Linked DNA regions of Rattus norvegicus: region 1 is linked to region 2. A link is a contact called in public Hi-C data. All regions are on one chromosome and are shown on one strand. The core of a region is the stretch at or near the end of the contact, and the rest is flanking DNA. Distances in the headings are between cores, read along the strand shown. Region 1 overlaps LOC108351686 (a long non-coding RNA gene). Region 2 overlaps Gramd1b (GRAM domain containing 1B).

The links. A called contact is a pair of places that touch in the nucleus more often than the background predicts.
Region 1: a Hi-C map of frontal cortex shows a contact between it and region 2, with 2.3 times the contacts expected there. The contact joins two enhancer-like sites. A contact is called at or near these places in 2 of 12 Hi-C or Micro-C datasets (frontal cortex and prefrontal cortex).

Annotation. Positions count from the first base shown.
Region 1 is chr8:49,906,023-49,909,387 of GRCr8, forward strand. All of the region lies in intron 3 of LOC108351686 (a long non-coding RNA gene), which reads right to left. Among named protein-coding and RNA genes, the nearest start is that of Clmp, 50 kb to the right of the region's middle. Within about 2 kb of position 1,524, at least 6 of the 93 cell types and tissues checked have an H3K27ac peak or open chromatin away from gene starts, as enhancers often do.
Region 2 is chr8:49,666,467-49,669,916 of GRCr8, forward strand. The region is part of intron 2 of Gramd1b (GRAM domain containing 1B); the gene reads right to left. Among named protein-coding and RNA genes, the nearest start is that of Gramd1b, 51 kb to the right of the region's middle. Within about 2 kb of position 1,310, at least 14 of the 93 cell types and tissues checked have an H3K27ac peak or open chromatin away from gene starts, as enhancers often do.

The DNA of each region.
Region 1 (3,365 bases), core at 274-2,773, 240 kb after region 2:
CTGGGTTCAGTCCCCAGCTCCGAAAAAAAGGAAAAAAAAAAAAAAGAGCTGGGTGGATTTAGTCATTCCCTGATAATTCTGTGACACATTCATTTTGAAAGACCAGGCAGACACCTTCCTTCTAATGGTTCCTGAGATTCAAAGGCCTTCCTTGCCTTCTACGAAGGGGACCAAGCTGGGAGTGACCGTAGTTGCTTGGTAAGAGGAGTATTTGAAACAGCTTTAACCAACTGGTGTGCAGTCTTCTGACAGCTCTGCTAGTCTCTCCTGCCTAATTAACAGCACAGACCTCGTGATGCATCTTTCTACTGGGCCGTTTATTCGTCTTTCGCCCTTTGATCTCTCATGGTAATTGAATGTGTGTGTGTGTGTGTGTGTGTGTGTGTGTGTGTGTGTGCGCGCGTGATTTATGTGTGCATTTATAAGTTGAAAGGTAAGTGGGTCTGGAGAGATGGCTCAGCAGTTAAGAGCACTGGCTGCTCTTCTAGAGGTCCTGAGTGTAATTCCCAGCAACCACATGGTGGCTCACGACCATCTGTAATGGGATCCGATGCCCTCTTCTGGTGTGTGTGAAGACAGCTACAGTGTACTCACATAGATAAAATAAATAATTAAAAAAAAAAAAACCAAACGAGAAAGGTAAAGTAATACAGACACTCTGCTCTGATATACAAACATATTTTTAAATATTGTTTGGGGCTAGTTATAGATTAAAATAGCAGAATATATGTAATTTGTAAGATGTGTCTCTCCCTCTTCTTACAAAAATAGCTTATTAGTCATTCCAATCTGTTCTGAGGAAAATGACATTTTTAATTAATTTTTTATTTAATTTTAATTGGCTCAATCACCAATCATCCTGTAACAGCTCTACATAGAAAAGATTTTATTATATTCTTTGATATCTTGCTAAGGCAATGAAAATTTGCATCTTCCCGGTATTTAATAGGAGTTAATCAGCCACATACAACCTGTCAGTCAGTATATCTACCTGTGAGCAGTTTCTGACTTCGACCTGCTGGGATTCTGGGCTCAGGGCAGCAGAACTGCTGCCCCTGGACTGCATGGTGGAGCCAAGTCCTCGTGGACCTGAAATCAGGAAAGGAAGTCTACCTCTTTTTTTGGTTTCTTAAATGAAAGTACTTCTCAAATAGTCAAAGGCAAAATCTCAGCGGGTATAATTAGTGGAACTGAGACTTGGCGTCCCCCTCCCCCCCTACTCTCCAGCCCAGTCCCGCTCCTGCCACTCATTCCTTCCAGGTCCTCAGCCTATGTGCTCTTCAACTGAGAAACTTTGGAAAAAGTTGAAGCCTCATTAATGCCCTTCGTGCTGCCCCCTACGTTGAAGCGGAGTGCGTGCAGCCCAACCCCTCGGGCGCGGTGAGCCTTCCAACAGGCAAAGGACAGGAACGCCCCTCCCATCGCATCCTTACTCCGCGTTTTATCAGCCATCCTATTCCTGCCCGCATCTACGTTTACATTATTTTGACAGTTCCTCTCTTTGCACCATGTTCCGCGTCAGACATGTTCTGTTCACTCGATTCATGGCAATGCCACAGGTAAGGCAGGAGATCCAGAAATCTTGATATCATGGCGTCAGACTGGAAGGACTCTAAAGCTTTAAGTCTTCCCAGTCCACTTCATCCCGCTCTCTGCTCACTAGGCATCATCTCCGCTCCAACTCACCTTTAGCTAAAGACCCAGAACAGCTCTGATTCTGCTAAAAAGCCTTCCCCCACCCCCGCTCTTTAGAAACAACTCCTTGGTTAGATTTTGTAGCGCTTAGTGACATTCGCGCACCATAGATCGTGCCTTGAATTATTTAAACAGTAGCATGTGTGCAGGATTTCTCCAATAGATGTAAATTCCTTAGAGGCAGAGTCACGAGCTACGACTGTTGTGACTCAGTTCACCGTGCAGAGCAGATGCTAATGATCATCTGTTAAAGAATACAGCTCTCCCAGGCATGTCGAATGCCATCCTCCCTGCAGTCGGTCTCCTGCAACTGAACTAAAGGCAGATAAACATCTCAGTCGCTCAAAAGACTGCAGACAGATGCTTAACAGCAAATGGTGTCTTTTGCAGAGGATAAAGGGCTATAGAGTCAAGGTTTGGAGGTCTCTTGGGGATCGCACTGTCTCTAATGAGGATTATAGAAAATGAAGAATAAAAAGAGGTCCATGGAGTCAGGGATGATGGCTCAGTGGTTAAGGCTCAGTTCCCAGCATGGTGGCTTGTAAGCATCTATAACTCCAGTCCAAAGGTCTCTGGACCCTCTTCTGTCCTCTGCAGGTACTACTGCAAAATACCCATATTTGCTTGCTTGTTTGTTTGTTTGTTTGTTTTTAGGCGGTCCTATTATAGTGAAATGACAAATGCAGATTTGAGCAAGGGCAAGACAGCCTGACAATGGCTGCTTTCTCTGAGGAATATATCCCAGATGAATGAGTATTTGCAAATCTAGACATTTCTTATACATTGTATGTGCATTTGTGTCGTCTACTCTGTATATAAGCAGTGAGGCTACAAAGTACTTTTGCAAGCATCTGCTCAAAAAAAAAAATGGATGAATAACTTACGTGATGGTTAATACCGTCAACTTGACAAGGCCTGAAACCATCTCAGAAACAAGCCTCCAGCTACACCTGTAAAGGATTGTTTAGACAGGTTATCTTCTGGGGATAGCCTCGAGCAGGTTCACTGAGATGGGAGTACCCGCCCTGGCCTTAGGTCCTATAGTGCACACAAGGAGGAAGCCATAGGCAGCAGCTTTCATTGTCCAAGTTTCTCTTTTTCATGAAACAGCTTCCACCACATGGAAAATCTCTGATGTTCCAGATGGTCGGGGTTCTAACCTGAAACCTATAAGAAGGAAGCCAATTTCTAGACCAGGCAGGAGGCCTCTATGCTGGGCAGTCTATGCCAATTTCTCTTTTTTAAAGATTTATTTGTTTATTATAGATGAGTACACTGTTGCTGTCTGCAGACACACCAGAAGAGGGCATCAGATCCCATTACAGATGGTTGTGAGCCACCATGTGGTTGCTGGGAATCGAACTCAGGACCTCTGGAAGGGCAGTCAGTGCTCTTAACCACTGAGCCACCTCTCCAACCCCCATTTTATGAAAATTTCACACAAGATAGAGTCATTTGAGAGGAGGGAACCTCAGTGGATAAAATGCTTCCACTAGCTTGTCCTATGGGAAGCCTATGGAGTGGTTTGTTTCTGTTTTTGTTCTTTATTGATCGATTGATGATTGATGTGTCGGGGCCCAACTTACTGTAGGGACTGTCACCCCCAGGCAGATGGTCCTGGGTTCTATAAGAAAGCAGACTGAGTAATCTACAAGGAGAACGCCAGTAAG
Region 2 (3,450 bases), core at 60-2,559:
TCCAGACCATGATGCCTTTCTCAGCTGCACAAGCCAGAAAGACTCAAGTTCATCCTGGACAGCCTCCCAACCTGGATGTCACTCTCGTCAGCTCTATTTCTCACATTTTTCATTGGCTCCTCTTTTTCTGTCCTCGCTACCACCATTCAGAAATATACCATCTGGTCTCCGTCTCAATGTTGCCATGGTAGTAACTCCTCCCCGCCTACCGCCCTCCTTGCTGGATTTATCCCCCCTCTTTCGTTTTCTACAGAGCATCTCCTACTACTTGGTAGCTTCTTTTTTGGGTGTCCATTCCTGCTCACTGGACAGTAAGCATCAAAGTGGCTAACCTGATCGCAGCTGTATAGATAATGCCTAGAGTGGATGGCATACAGTACACACTCGGTAAATATTTAAGAGACTGGATTAGGCTAAGTGTTATCTGCTTCCAGCTCATCTGTTTGCACTTCCAACTGTGTATTTCTCAAACCACTGCACATCTTGGCACACACCTGCCACCCCAGCGTTTCGGAAGCTGAGGCAGAAGAATTGCCAGTAAGAGGCCAGCCTCGCCACGCAGTGGGACCACTATTGTTTGTTCTTTAAGAGGGCCTGAAGACAGCGAAGTCGATTAGGTGTTTACTCCGAGTTCAGTCTCTGGCAGCCAGAAATAAAGTCCACACATTTGTAGGCAGACACATTTGTAACCCCAGTGCTGGGTAAGCAAAGTCGCCCAGCCTTGCTCAGTTAGCAAACACCAGAATCTCAAAAATGGACTTCACCTCAATAAGGGCACCCAACGTTGATCCCTAGCCCTCACAGGCACACCTTTGTGTCCCCGTGCAAACACACAAGGGCGAGGGACTCTTAGGCCCCACCTTTCTCTGAGGATTTATACCCAGTTAATGGTTGCTGGAGGAGGAAAAGACATTTCTCCAGTGGTGTAGCCACTGATAGGTGGCTCCTACATCTGTAAATACACCCTCAACAATTTTGTAAACGACTCAGATTAAACTCAACAGGGCATTTTTTGTTTGTCTAATTCATTCCTACCTTTAATAAGAAGAAAGACAGAAAGCAGAGAAGAAAAAGCAGGCTCCGTTAAACACTAACTCTGCAAGTGCATTCCAGGCATTTGGAGCCACTCTAGGCTACAAGGGAAGTTCAAGGCCAGCCTGAGCAACTTGAGGCTTCCTCAGAAAAACCTCTGCTTATAAAGTTTGCCCAGGTAGACACAGGGCACCCCATCTGTCCAGATCCCTCCAAGGTTTCCTGTCAATCCACAGCACTCCTCACATGGTGGCATCAAAGACCACTCCACCTGCTCGGATAATCTCCAGTCTCTTAGCAGAAGCCCCCTCCCAGGACAGCAGACTTAGGTATCTGTGGTTCCTGAGCTCCCTCCCTCTGTGTTCTCCGGCTCTCTCACAACCCCGTGCTTGTGTACATCCTGTCCCTTTCCCAGGAAGGCTGTCCACGTGACACTCCCACTCATCCCAGAGCTCTCAGCTGAAGCATCCCCCTCCAGAGTCTTTGTGGATGCACCTCCTAGCTTCCACCCCAAGAACAGTAAGCCATTCCCAGGCAGGTGCTTAACTTCGTCTGGCCTTGAGTCTCCCAAACACTGGGAAAAACAAAAAAACAAACACAACAACAACAACAACAACAAAAAGAGTGCTATGTTAAGAAAACATAGAAAGGACTCACCACACAGTTTAGAACTTAACAAGGATTGTTTTGTTACTGAACATATAATTTCAAGTCCATAATGACATCGTACAGCCATTTGCAAGTGTGTTTCGCTATTACCAACAAGACTGAAGGGTGATGTCACTCCTTAGTCTGTTTATCCACCACTGTCTGGACTTTGCATTTGAAGGCACTCCGAATCCCACTCACATTTTTTATCTGGATGATCTCTTAGGTATGCATTTTTATTTATTCTTTGAGAATTTCATATATGCATATAATGTATTTTGATCATATATCTAGCACCCACTCCTCCACGAACGTTCTTTTTCCATCCCCTCCCAACTTCACGTCCGCTCCTCTTTGTTATTGTCGTTATTTTATACCCTCCCCCACTGAGTCCAAATTAGTGCTGCCCTAGGAACAAGGGTAGGCGACACCCACTGGAGCCACCCGGTGGCTATCAACTGCCAATCATTCTCAGCTCAGCGAGGCTTCATGAGACCTTCCATGCCTTTGCTTCCATAGGTCAGAAGAGCATAACTGCATGACTCCACTCAAGAATCAAGTCTTACTGGGAGGCAAAATGAGAGTAAAAACAGCAACATAAACAAACAAACCTCCCATTTATTTAACACCTACTAAGTACCTAGTTTATTCATCACCTACCTAAAGTCTAACACGTCACATACAGTATTTTAGCTATTCTTCCCTAGGTATTATAAACAGTAGACCTTTACAAATGAAAAGACTAAAGTTGAAGAGAGCCAAGTACCTTATACTTACAGTTAGACATGGTGGCATGTCTTTATGGTGGCATTTGGGAGGTAGAGGCAGGAATATCTCTGTGAGTTCAAATCCAGACTGATCTGTGTGAATCAAGTGGCAAGCCAGCTAGGGCTACACTGTGAGGCAGTGTCTCAAGTATGTGAGTGAGTGAGTGAGTGAGTGAAAAAACAAGGAATTAAATATATAAATACATGATAAAATACTCAGTTACCACCTAGCATGATGGGATACATACCTGTAATCACAGACCTCATGAGGTTCCCGCAGAACTGTCACAAGATCAAAGACCATCATGAACTACATTGTAACTACAATGTAGGCCAGCCAGGGCTACATAGTTATCCGTAGTGAGACTTTATCTCAAAAGAATAAAAACAAGAAAGCATTTAGAGCCAGGGAGGTAGCTCAGTAGAAGAGAGTTTTCTCGCCATCTGAAAAGCCCTGGGTTTGATCTCCAGCACCTCAAATTAATTAATTAACGAAAGAAGAAATTTTAAGAAGAAATAAAGTCAGGTGTGACACAGACCTTTATTCCCAGCACTTGGAAATTGTAAAAAGAACAAGATTTCACCGTCATCCTCAGTTATACAATTAGTTTGAGGCCAGACTGGATTGCTAAACCATGTCTTGAAAACAAAACGAAACCAAAAAACAGGAGACAAGAAAAGTACTGCCAATAAAATATGCCTGGTGTAGGTATTTGCCCTTACCAATACAGCAGGCCCCATCAGCACCCAGCACTCCTCCACCCATCTTGTAGCTGGGCTCCAGCAGCTTCGCTGCATCCTTTGGATCGCTCATAAAGCCTCGTGGCATGCATGCCTGCACACAGCGATGTCTACATGAGTGCAGACTCTGCTTGCAGGGCCAGGGAACTGCAGCCTGGCCTTGGCATTTACATACCTGCACCTCCTCTCCAGCTCTCAACTTTCCTGCTGCTGACAGGTAATGAGGTCAGCTGAGCCCACGTTCTCCTGAAACTCACCTGAC